Linked DNA regions of Hordeum vulgare: regions 2 and 3 are each linked to region 1. Evidence: chromatin contacts called from public Hi-C data. All regions are on one chromosome and are shown on one strand. The core of a region is the stretch at or near the end of the contact, and the rest is flanking DNA. Distances in the headings are between cores, read along the strand shown.

Region 1 (4,422 bases), core at 869-3,368:
TCGATCCAGAGGTACGACGCCGAACCGTCGAACTTGGGGAAGTCGTGCTTGGGCGGCTTGACCGTATATGCATCCCGATGCTCCTCCTGATACACCTCTTGTTGGGCACGCTGCTGCGCAGCCCCAAAGAGAGGCGGCCGGGCGCATCCCGATGAGGGGTGGCCGGCGTTGGCCAGCCGCACGAAAGGTTGTTCTGGAGACGGAGCGGTGGCTGCTTGCGGCTGATGGCTCGGCGACGGCGGGATCGTTGATTTGGACGGGTCGCGGTGGAAGAGAACGTCGTCGACGTCGGCCTGCGTGAGATCCACCTGCTAGCGCGGATGGGTCAGATCGCTGGCGACCTGCTCGTTGAAGGCGAGTTGGGCCTCCACATGCTTGTCGGCGGCGAGTTGCCCTGTCTCCACCCTCTTGATCAGTGCTTCGAACATGGACTTGATTTCCCCGGAGGATTCCGACATGGCGGTGAGGATGTGGCGGGTCTGAGCAGATGGTTTGGACGGGGGCGCCATCGCCTCGCTCCAAATCAGATCAACCCCGTAGGGGATTTTTCGCCGGCCACCGAGATGAGCCCGCACCCGCAGCGGTGGATGTAACGATCCAATCAAGAGGATGTGAGGGACGAACCGGTAGCGACTACGGCGGGGATCGGGAGAGGCTCTGATTACCAGTTGTAACGACCCAATGATCCAAAGGATCGATATATGGAGAAGGGGATGAGATCAGGGTTGCTTTATTGAAGAAGGAGGTGAGGTACAGAGAAAGTTAGCTCCTCTGTCCAACACACACCTACTTATACAACCCTTCCTGACCAGTGGGGCTACCCCTGGCCCACGCACCACTGTCCACCGCATTAGAGCGATGTAGGTGTGACACAAAACTAACGGTACTAGTTAGAAGCATTCTAGATCGATAAGGTACTGATCCCATAGCCCCACCAACTAACACTAGGTTCATCCTTTGTACTCCTTCCGTATCAAAATATAAGGCATTCAAAAGACATCATATATTTTGATACAGAGGGAGTACTTGTGATTAGAATATGATGCCAAAAGCAAACAATGCATATTTTGATATAAGAAATGCATTAACAATGTCCTGGCACCAATGATCACCAATCATAATCTAATTGTTTTAATATTTTTTCTCCAACTAACAATAGATTGCTTCGAAACATTAGCTAACTGACAAACGCGGAAATCACCTAGTTAGGCCGTGTTTGGAACCACAATAGATTATGATAATCTGAATTATAAAGATAGATTATATAATCAGATTTATAAAATTAATCTAGGTGGACATGTTTGGAGGCCAGATTATGTAACTATAATCCAGATTTTTACATTGCATAATGACCTGTCTGTCCTGCGCGCGCTGAGAAGAAAAAAGGAGAAGGGTGGCAGTGACAAAAATTAGTAATTACCTCTAACTTTACAAGGATAATGGGTCATTACAATTCATAATCTGGTTTTATCTGGGATAGAGTAGATTAAGAGTTTTTAATAATATGTTTATCTAGTTTTTATAATCTACAACATAATCTGTTCTGTTTGGAGACAATATAGATTATAAAAAATGGATTATCACAATCTAAGTGGTTCCAAACAGGGCCTTAGTCAAGGAAATCTGTTTAAACGTGTGCCACGCTCGAGTCATTAATCCAACATACAACCTCAGTCTTTCAGGACCAATCAAACCGGGTCTTCCTTAGCTCAGATCCGAAACAAAGAGACCGCACGATAGGTAATCGCCCTGGTCACCGACGCACGCACGAACGCCACGAAGGAAGAGACGAAGAGGTAGCCGCGCAGAACGGGAGCAGGGTAACCAACCAGTGGGCGCAGGTGGAGGTGGCGACGACGGCGGCGATATGAGAGCCGGCGTCTGCCATGGCGCTCGCCTTGGGGCCGGAAGGGCGGATCGTGCTCTCCTGTGACACACTCTACTCGTTCCCGATCGGACAGGCAAGCGTTGTTGTGGTCCAGCGGGGACGGCGCGGAGCGGAGGGGGGCCTTGGCGGGTGGGTGGCCGGAGGTCTCGAGGAAGGGGTGGAATCGAGGGAGTTTGGTGGGGGAGGAAAAGGCTGGAGAACAGAGAACACTCGGACAGAAGTTGTGTGATCCGGGAAAGGGGAGAGAATTTATGACGAGAAGAAAGAGATCGGGACGAAATCACTGTTCTCATCTTCTCACCGTTATTTGTCACCAAATAAACTTCACATTAAAATCTGATTCTTTTAACAATATCATAGATCGACACCGAGCTACATAGTGTTTTTTTATCTTGCCCACTGTCAGGTCAAGCACGCATATCTGACAGTGACAGGTTAGAAACGACGAGGTAGATGCCGTTTGTGAAAACGCCATTGGCCCTCGCGTTTCTATGTAGGACAGCAACGTCAAATGCCTTGGCGTTTCTATGTTCTTTGGGAACGCCAAGGCCTTTGACGTTGTTGTTCTACACAAAAATATCAGGGTGAGTGGCATTTTTAGAAATGGGATCTACCTCAGCGTTTCTGGTCTCTCACGTATGTGTGCTCGGCCACGCAGTGGACAACGGTAGAAACGCTATCTAACTCGGCGTTCTATGTTGGACAGTAACATAACGGGCTATAGCGTTGTCAAAAGGTGAGATAATGAAATAGTTCCATGTCGAGTTCAGTTTATGACAAAGATTGGTGAAAATGTTAAAACAGTGATTTTGGCCAAGAGATCGGGTCTTGTGTGTGTCCGAGGATGAACCGAGGGCTATGCTTAACGAGAGGATTTCTTATTTGACCCTTTCTTAAAATCTGCTTCCCTGCTTTAAAAAGCTTTTTTTTCCTTTACCATACTACATCTTCATTATGTTCCCTATTTGACATTGTTGTCCATTTTACCCACTAACGATGTTAAGTGAGACATGAAAAGACGCTCTTGTTCCTTATGTGATAGCTCATGTATACGTATAGTTCTTTGACATATTTATAATATTTAATCAAGCTGATGTATGATGGTTTAGTCGTGGTTAGCACCAATAAAGAACGTGGGGACTCGAGCCCAAGTGTGTCGGTTTTAATTTGTTAAGGATTATCTTAACAAATTAGTTTAGGGATGGGCCTATTGGTCATGGATTGTTTAGATACTAAGGGAGAGGATCATGTGAAAGAACATATTAAACTTGAACCAATATGATACAGTGATTCTTAAGTAACGTTTATGTTGTCCGGAATGTGCATGTGGTGATTAGTGCAGTGCTACTCGAGCCGAGAGTGATTAGTGCAGTGCTACTTCAGCCAGCAGTGATTAGCTATTTTGACTGATACGTATGTAAGGTTTTTATAGAAAAACAAGAGGACTCTGGTGCACATTTTTTTGATTTTTAAATAAATCTTACAAGTAGATTGTTCTTAGAAGGAGAAAAGCTATACAAAGAAAACTAGCAAAACTAGCTAAAGGTAAAGGAAATACAACAAGAAGAGGGGTCCATTTCATATAGTAAAGAGTATTGTATTGGGGCTCAAATAAAAGCTTTCACCTAGTCGTCTAGGCCAATGTACTCTTTTTTCCTTGCTCTCGAGATGAGCCATTTGATTTCTTCCTTGAAATTTCTCCTGCATGTGTAGAGGCTAGGTGTAATTTGTTTGAAGATGTAGTCATTCCTAGTGGTCCAGACAGCCCAAGTCACAAGGATGATTATTTCCAAAGAGAAGGGTTGATTGAGCAGCTGTTTCAGTTGGTTAATTTCTTCTTGGAGGCCTTAGCCAATAAGAACCCAAGTGGGGCAAATGTTTTTCTAGCATGCTTGTGCAAGCGGGCAAGAGAAGAAAAGGTGGTTCCTTGTTTCTATGGCATGCATGCTGCAGAGAACACAACTATAATCCTATAGAAAGAAATGTTTGCGAAGTAGAAGGGCTCGAGTGTTTAACCTGTTGTTGGCCAAGAGCCAGAAGTCAATCTTGTGTTTGTGCTGGCAGCATGTTTTCCACGGTCATTTAATAGCAGGGAGGGTTTCAGTTGTGGGCATCAAAGACTGATACACCTTGGAGACCTTGTAGATAGGCGATCCTATTGGTATTTGCCATTGGTCCGGTACAGCCTCAAGATCAAGGTTTTGAATGAGATCTACCATGTCTTGCAATTGCTGAAAGGCTTCCTCTGAAAGAGGTAAATGAAAGAGGTCTGAAAGATCTTCCGTCTGATGTAGGACTGAAACTGTAATATTATTCTTCCAAGCAAAATAGTGCAAGTGTGGACAAGTTCCAATCTTCATAATTCCATCCCAGGTGTCCATCCAAAAGTCCATAGTTTGGCCCTTGTTCATGGCGACCGAGGCATGATGTTTATAGACTTGGAAGATTTTTCATGTAGTCCCTCCACCAAAAGGAACATGGATGTAATTAGTTTGTATGAAAACCTTGCTTATAATAAGTATGTTCTAACGGTT
Region 2 (4,422 bases), core at 505-3,004, 740 kb before region 1:
TTTAAGGTAACAATGTTGAGCCCCTGCACCAAGAACCGGCCACGTTTGAGCAGTTTATCCAATTCAATCGTGAAATTCGTGGTTGATACACTCATTTGCAGCTTTAAAATGACTTGGTTGAGCACATGTGGGATCACATTGGAAACCAATAGATGTATTCATTAATTATCTTTATTCAAGACAATTTTGATTTGGTTATAAAACTATTTTATTTGAGACAATTTTGATTGTGATGTAAAACTATTTTTACTCGAGACAATTGATATTTGGACGTGCAAGCTTGTTTAAAACATTGATAAATATGATTATATGGACATATTGACCGTGACAGATAGGATGCGGTCGAATGATGCGTCCGCACATTGAGCGTACGACCACCGCATCCCACGAGACCCGGACACGACCTCATTGTCCGCCCCAAACGGACAGAATCCGGATCAAACGGGCGTCCGGGTGTCTCGCTGGAGTTGGCCTAAGGCCAACTCCACCGCACGACCCCATTCTGTCCGGCCCCGTCCGTTTGAGGTAAAAGGGACAAACAGGTCGGCCCAGTGCGAGACGCCCGGACCCATCCTGTCCGTTTCGTGTCCGTCACGACCCATTTTGAGAGCAAACTTGCGCGAGAATTGGGTCGCAGCGGACACCAAACGGACGCGCACTCGTCCGCGTCGGGGATGCGTGGCAGGCGGCCACCAACCTCCCACCCACCCGCATCAATGCGCACGAGCGGCCGGGGCCGCCTGTCATCCGCCCAGGGGACGGTCACGGTCCTTCTTAAATGTGGAAGCCATGGACCGGTCGCCCACAGTTCCCATCGCCACCCCCGCGCCCTCTTCGAAACCCGACAGTTCCCTCCGCGAAACCCTAGCCTCCTCCTCGAGCTCGCCGCCCGCCGCAGCCATGGGTCTGTGGAACTACGGCCGCAAGGGCACCCACGACCGCGAGGCTGGCTCCTCGTCGGGACGCCGCCGCGGCTCCGTCAAGGAGGAGGCCGCCTCGCTACCGCGCGAGGCCGCGGCTCCCTTCACCATCGCTCCCAGGTCCGCCGACCATCGTGACCGGCAGTACGGTCTGCCGGCGCTACTCGGAGACGAGGACGACGGTCTCGTGGAGCGATGTCCACCTCCCCAACGCGTGGCATCTCTTCGCCGACCGCGTTCCCATCCCTCTAGTGCCGACGAGCGGCCGTGCGCGCCGCGAGGAGATCGAGCGCCGTCGCCGCCTCCTTCCCGACGACCTCTACTACGACCCAAGGTACGCCGCCGACTCCACCCTCTGGGACACATGGCTCAGGGACGAGCACGACGTGCGGCGTGCCTCCTACTTCGTCGGGACGATCGCGGGGCCGTGGCGGGCACGGGAGGTGCGCGAGCGTACACCGGTGCGCGGCCTCACGCCCACGCCGTCGCCGTCTCCGTCACCACCTCCACCTCCTAGCATGACGGAGGAGGAGGAGGCCCGGCTCATGCAGCGTGTCATGGAGGACTCCATGACGACGCATGATGAGCGTCAATGGCCGGGCCTCGACCGCGCCATGGCCCTCTGTGCGGTCGACGACGTCACCATTCCCGAGCCGATGGAGGAGGAGGAGGTGGCCGCGTTCCCTCCGGAACTGGTGGACGCGTCGTGGGGCTGGTCGTGCACCGCGCCGGAGATGGCGCACGCACGACCCAACGGACAAAGACGGACATGAACGAACCCATTACTGTTCCAAACGAATAAAATCCGATCAAAGCGGACGTCCTTTCGGGTAGTGCGGTGGAGTTGGCCTAAATGTCCGTTTGCTCCGTTGGGCCGCATGGCCTGAGGTGGAGGACTCGAGCCTAGGGTTTTCTTTGGTTGTTCTGCCCACCGGCGCGCGTAGTGATATACCCTCCTCCCCGCCGCCGCCCCCACGCCCAACTCCAGTGCCGCCGCCAGTGGTAGCGCTTTGCCCCCTCCAGCGGAAATCTCTTTGGACGGGGCGGCGGACACGGAGAGTCGCCCCAGATGGCGGACCGTTTGACCCGTATCGCGATCGTGAGCGAGGATAAATGCAAGCCCAAGAAGTGCCGCCAGGAGTGCAAGAAGAGCTGCCCCGTCGTCAAGACCGGTAATTCGCTTCTCTCTCCACCCTCGCGGTTCTGATCGATGTGGGCTTACGATTTGTCTGCCGGTGCTATTGGCGAATCAAATCGTAGATCCCAGTGGTTTCCTATTTCCACGGGGCAATCTGTTAATACGATGATTTTGATTTCAAGCTGACTGATGTGTGCCTAGTACTAGCAGGATCTGGGGAATTGGAGCGCTTAACATGGTCACGTTTTTGTTTAGGCAGCTGTAGTATCGTTTGCTACGAAATAGGATGATGTAGGCGGGCCGTAAGACATACAATAATATATTTGTGATGAGTTGGAAGAGAGAGAAAAGGAGAGAGAGGAGAAGCGGGCTACAAACTAACAGCCGGTTGTAACACGTGCTCCTAAACACTTTGTGAGAGAGGATGGTGGGCCTTATATCAATAAAGTACTCCCTCCATCCATATATATAGGGCCTAATGCATTTTTGAGACTGTGTTTGACTATTGATAAGATTAATATTATATGAGATGTATAATATAAAAATTATATCATTGGAAACTCCTTTCAAGTACGAATTTGACGGTATGCTTTGTGTAACTTGCATGTTATATATTATTTGCTCTAACATGTGGTCAAAGTTAGCTTTGAAAATTGCATTAGGCCCTATATATATGGATAGAGGGAGTAGTACTTATTTACATCTATCTATTGTACTTGCCGGCTATAAGCTTGTCTATAGATGACGTGTCAACATTATATAGCCAGCAGCTGGCTGTACTATTAACCATGCTCTAAGCGTTGTTATGTCCTTAAGATTTGATTCAGTTTCTCATACATGTCGCCATCTGTTTGTTATTGCAGTCTATGAACAAGGATCAGCGTCCACATATATGCGCATTTATACCGCTTACCGTGACTGCACCAATTCTCCATTTCCCCTTTTGGTGCTTACAATGCGTTTGGTTGAGGGATTTAGTGTTAGGGAATGAGTGTTTTGGGGGGTGAGACATATAATCCAACGTTTGGCCGGCGGCAAGGGAGCTGAGGAGGAAAGGGAATTAAGGAGCCCAATTCCCAAAATTCGAACTATTAAATCCCACCTCACACCAAACATGGGTTTTAGATTAATAATCAATTTCCAAAGCCTAATCCCTAACAAACTCCCACCCTAAACTCCCATCCCTTTCCCTAACATTGCCAAGCACGTTGACACATTATGCATGCTAGAGGGTTTCCTAGCTAAAGTGCTGCTCAATTAACTGTCTTATTGTACAGGAAAGCTTTGCATTGAAGTTAGTCCAGCGGCCAAACTTGCATTCATTTCTGAAGAGCTGTGTATTGGTTGTGGTATTTGTGTTAAGGTATGCTTGTCATTTAGTACAGCAATTAAGATCTATGATTTTTCATAGTGTTACTTTGATTTTCTCACTTCTGCTGTAATACTTGATGCAGAAATGCCCATTTGATGCCATTGAAATCATCAATCTTCCAAAAGATTTGGAGAAAGATACTACCCATCGCTATGGACCGAATACCTTCAAATTGCACAGGTACTTTTTTAATCAAAGAGCCTGGTTGTATGAATGTGTATTTTTTTGGTATTTGTGTGTTATTTAATCTGGCTTGAGGCTGCCCTTTCGAAGAAGTAATAATTTAGAGCTTGCAGGTTGCCTGTTCCAAGACCTGGTCAAGTTTTGGGCCTTGTTGGAACCAATGGGATTGGGAAGTCAACAGCACTTAAAGTCTTAGCTGGCAAGCTGAAGCCCAACCTGGGACGATTCAAAGTATGTTCAGTATCTTTTCTCTGATTCCTATCTGATGGTTGGTTACAACTGGTTTCTTAGATTGGGGGAGTCCCTTAACTCTCTGCACAACAGATGATTATTCATAGATCTTCTTTTTGCAGAATCCACCTGATTGGCAAGAGATCCTTACATATTTCCGTGGGTCTGAACTTCAGAACTATTTTACGCGCATATTGGAGGATAACCTGAAGGTTCTACTTTCTTACTTATCGTGCTTGTAATTCATACAGGACTTGTTAATATGTGTTTTCAACAAGCTCTTGATATCTAGCTTATAATCACTTTCCACGCGTGCTAAGATTTTTTTGTAATGCATCTGAATAGTTTGACTATACATATAGATATTCTGAGGTTATTCATGTCTTGGGGTTGTCACCATATCTCGTAGTTACTGACATACGGAATACTCCTTCCGTCCGAGTTTATTGGTCTGGATGCCCAGTTCTCTAGGACCAAGGGACTCAGCCGTCTTAATTGCATAGTCCTTTGATCTCTCCACCAAGCCTGCGTGCGGTCGCTCTCCTGCTTGTATGCCCCAGTCAATAGCATGCATGCAT
Region 3 (4,422 bases), core at 606-3,105, 600 kb after region 1:
ACTATTAAGAGGGGATCACAGGTTTTGCGATGAACTTGCTCATACTACATCTCTACTTTTCTGCTCATACCACATTTCCACTACTCTGCTTTTATCTCAAAATAGAACCAATGCCTCGGACATCCGGCCTCCTCCGGACGTTCGACCTCCTTTGGAAATCCGGAACCTTGCACTAGAGAAACTTGAGCCATATAACTCGGACTTCCGGCTCCCTCCGGACGTCCGACCAACTTCGGAAATCCGGAACTTTGCACTAGAGAAAGTTGAGCCATATAACTCGGACTTCCGGCTCCCTCCGGACGTCCGAGGGCCGGACGTCCGACCTCCTTCGAAAATCCGGAATCTTGCACGAGAGAAGTTTGAGTCGAATAACTCGGACTTTCGGCTTCCTCCGGACGTCCAGTCCCTGTTCAACTACACAGTGGTTCCAGATATATTTACATCCCTCGGACGACCGACCCCTGTCGAACGTCCGACCCCTTGTGGGAGTCCGGACATCCGAGAACTGCCGGATGTCCGACCAGTGTCAGACTTAAGTGACTCCAACGGCTGTTTTACTCTCCCCACTATATATACCCCCTCACACTTCGTGTGAGGGTGTTCAACACAGCTAGAACACTTACAAGAACACCTTTCTCCTCACTCACTCTTGCCTACACCCAATCTTAGATCCCAAGAGCATTTGTGAGCCCCTTTGAGTGTTGTTCCAATCAAAAGATAGACCGTCTCCTTCTCCTCCTCTCCACCAAAGTGATTTGTGATTTGAGCAAGTTTTGAGCAATCCCCGTGATCTTGTTACTCTTGGAGGTTGGAGACTCCTAGGCGGTAGGAGTCTTCGGAGAGGAATCAAACCATTGTGATTATCCCCGGAAAGTTTGTGAAGGTTTGGAAGCCACCTCAAGGCTTACCACTAGTGGTTGAGAAACGCCTTCGTGGAGTTATCTCAAAGGGAGAATAGGGTGAGCCTTCGTGGCGTTGGTGGGCCTTCGTGGTAACATCCGCCCCTCTAACGGTGACGTAGCTTCCCTCCAAGGAAGTGAACATCGGGATACATCCTCGTCTCTCTTGGAGTTTCGGTTATCCCTAACCCTAACTCTCTACTTGTGTTAATCCTTATTACGTACTTGCATTTGATTATTGTTTACCGGTTGCCTTACTTCACTCTAAATAACTTATTCCTTATCATTGCAATTATTAGGCTCACGCTCATATTCCGCGCCTTTGCCTAAAATTGCTAAGTAATTATTAAAATTTGGAACTGTACCTATTCACCCCCCTCTAGGTCCATCTCGATCCTTTTCAAGCAAATCGTTTTTTCCTCACGTTCCAATGACCGCGTGGCTCATATCCAACGGATTGGACGCGACGAGCCGAAGCATTGGGCCGCCGCGTCGGCGCCGAGCGATATTATCTGCTCGCCTCTTTCCCGTCTTCTTTACTGTATGTCGGGTCCTGCGTGCTTCCGATGAAAATGCTAAATTCTTTTGATAGAATGTGGGGATTCTCTTAGAATCTGACCCCTACGAGTTTCTGCCAGAATCTTTGACTTCCATTTATTTTACAATTCTATCTAACCCTTATTCAACTTATTCGAAAATCTTTGAACCTCATTTATTTTATAATCGTATCTTGTTAGGATCTACTCCCTCTGTTTCGAAATATAAGACATTTTAGAGATTTGATTATAGACTGCATACGGAGTAAAATAAGTGAACCTATACTCTAAAATATGACTACATATATATGTATATAATATGTAATGAAATCTCTAAAAGGTCTTATATTTAGGAACGAAGGAAGTAATTAGGTAGGATTGTAAAACAAACGGGTCAAAGATTTTGTGAAAAGCTCGGGTGGAGGGGTTGGATTGTGCGAGAATCCCAGATCTACCACCCGCCCCACACCCACACGCCGCTGGCCCTGGTCTCGAGATCTCTGGCGCCTCCCATGGATCCCCACCCCCTTCGCCTCAGCGCGCTCTTGGCGGCCCTCGTGCTTGCCGCCGGCGGCGGGTGGTGGGGCCGTGCGGAGGCGTCGATCCACACCTACGGCCGCGAGTCGTTCCGCGAGGTGGGTAACGCTTTCCTCCTGTCCGGCGGCAGCGAGGGCATCGTCGCCGACGGGGCCGATCTCGCCGCCCCCGCCTCCTCCTTCATCAAGTAAGGCCTCGTCCTGTGTTAGTGGACCCCAATTGGCTGTTGTTTCTTCCGGAAACTGCTGCGGTGCCTAGAGTGTGTGCTTCTCTGTGTGATGCGTTGCGTTTGGGCGGGCTGTGAATAGCGACTCTAGCATTGCTTTGCTTGCTCACTGACAGTTAATTCGAGTATGACGTGGTTTCTCGTGGATTAAGCATTTTAGCTTGCTCCCATGTGCCTCAAGGAAAATTTGGATTGCTAATAGTTGCAAGCTGCAAGCCTGCAACCCACATTCTTCTCACCGTGCGGCTATTTGTTTGTTTGCATTTGGTTTCCTGTCCTAGTTGTGTTTGCGGTGGCATCTTATTCTATTTCTACCTGTGCAGGATTTAGGATTGTAATTTTCAGTTCATTATGCACAGAATTCGAGAGTTATTGATGCCTGTGTTGGCCTCTGTCGTATTGAGATGATGTTGGTGAGATCAACATGATGAAGTATGCACTTTTACTGCCAGTTTTCTTTCTGTTTCAGTGTTTTGACTCTTTTTCTTTTCTGGATTGCCAATTGGCTTGTAACTGCTTTGAACCTTGTAGATGTGAGCTTACTAATCAAGTGTAGTATGCTCTTTTGATAAGCGGAGTGGTTTGGAATTTATTGTTAACTAGATGGCTGGATATTGTTACAGAATTGTGAGTGTTACTTTCTGGATGTTGTTACAGGTTTGTGAATGTTACTTTCTGGAGGAACGCAGAATCGGCAGAATCACATTCAAAAATGGCACATAGTACAGGCTTGGTGCAAGCTATTTTATTTGAAGCAGCTGACAGGGATAACATTGGGGGTTCTGCCTATGGTGGACAGAGGTCCATTTGTTGCACCCCTGACCTTGCTAAACTAGAGGGCTGCAAACAAGGTGAAGTAATCAGGAGGCCATCTTCTGATGATCCAGATTGGCCTGTCGTGATAGATACACACTTCAGTGCTAATCACCTTTTTGTGAAGTTGGATGACGAGGAAGTTCACATTACGAAGACAGGCATGTACAACTTGTTCTTCATTTCTTGTGATCCAAAACTAAGGGGCCTTGCTATGAGTGGGAAGACAATCTGGAGAAATCCTGGGGGGTACCTACCAGGACGAATGGCACCTCTGATGAGATTTTATGTTTTTATGTCGCTGGCATATCTATTAGTCATGGTTGTCTGGTTTAGCAATTACATCAGATTTTGGAGGGATATACTGCCAATACAGAATTGGATCACACTAGTAATTGCTCTTGGCCTATTTGAGATGACACTATGGTACTTCGAGTATTTAAACTTCAACAGCAGCGGTGTACGGCCTGTTGGAATTACAACTTGGGTTGTAACTGTTGGTGCCATCAGAAAAACAGTTTCCCGTCTACTGATCCTTTCTATATCGATGGGATACGGTGTTGTTCGCCCAACTCTAGGAGGGCTCACCTCTAAGGTTTTACTCCTTGGGCTTACATATTTTCTGGCTTCTGAATTACTGGATATTTCCGAAAATGTTGGAACAATTAATGACATCTCAGGCAAAGCAAAGCTTTTCCTTGTCCTTCCTGATGCATTTTTGGATGCTTTTCTCATACTTTGGATTTTCACTTCTCTTTCCCGCACTCTCGAGAAACTACAGGTGAGGAACATATGTTGTAATGTTATTGTAAAGTCATATTATGTTATTCTGCTGTTTGGTTTGTGAAACCTATTAGTTACTCCCTGGTGACTCAAGTATTGCTCTAGCATACTGGTAAAAGGAAAGTGTTGCACTAGCAATTCCCTAAGGGGACATATCTAACTTAGGTCTAGTGAGTGATTAGTATGCTAGAAACCCCCAGTTATGGGCCGCCCATGTGTAATAGTTTATTTCTTAAACCATCCGAGTTCCTAATTTTTTGGCTTAACGTGGATTCCCCACGAGGAGTCGATTTCTGGAATAAGTCTGTCTAGAAAGAGGGCAAGATGGATAGTTTATTAATTGTTTGAAAGTTTATTAGCAAGCATGCTGTATCCTGATTTAGAAAGCTGTTTATTTGTGTTGCTACTGAAGCTTTCTTCTTATCTTATTCACCAGGCAAGGAGGAGTTCTGTGAAATTGGATACATACAGAAAGTTTACGAATGCACTGGCGGTCTCTGTAATAGCTTCAGTTGTCTGGATTGGCTATGAGGTCTGTAAATCCCATTATATACATGCACAATAAAAATTGTGACAGCTTCAGACTGTACTTCATAATTTGATTAAATATTTACTTCATTAATGTAAT

Evidence for each region. Hi-C and Micro-C count contacts between places; a contact is called where the count stands out from the background.
Region 2: a Hi-C map of leaf shows a contact between it and region 1, with 4 times the contacts expected there. The contact joins the promoter of LOC123448513 here to the promoter of LOC123448512 in region 1. A contact is called at or near these places in 3 of 6 Hi-C or Micro-C datasets (leaf and seedling).
Region 3: a contact with region 1 is called in a Hi-C map of leaf, with 4 times the contacts expected there. The contact joins the promoter of LOC123448510 here to the promoter of LOC123448512 in region 1. A contact is called at or near these places in 2 of 6 Hi-C or Micro-C datasets (leaf and seedling).

The regions. Positions count from the first base shown.
Region 1 is chr4H:273,620,715-273,625,136 of MorexV3_pseudomolecules_assembly, reverse strand. LOC123448512 (XIAP-associated factor 1-like) reads right to left here and starts at 2,118. Exons shown (of 5, transcript XM_045125426.1): 1 at 1,830-2,118. The coding sequence starts at 1,888.
Region 2 is chr4H:274,356,307-274,360,728 of MorexV3_pseudomolecules_assembly, reverse strand. It overlaps LOC123448513 (ABC transporter E family member 2), which reads left to right and starts at 1,754. Exons shown (of 12, transcript XM_045125427.1): 1 at 1,754-2,092; 2 at 3,336-3,421; 3 at 3,513-3,610; 4 at 3,727-3,844; 5 at 3,967-4,056. The coding sequence starts at 1,990.
Region 3 is chr4H:273,015,637-273,020,058 of MorexV3_pseudomolecules_assembly, reverse strand. LOC123448510 (transmembrane protein 87B) reads left to right here and starts at 1,855. Exons shown (of 5, transcript XM_045125424.1): 1 at 1,855-2,159; 2 at 2,856-3,792; 3 at 4,231-4,326. The coding sequence starts at 1,948.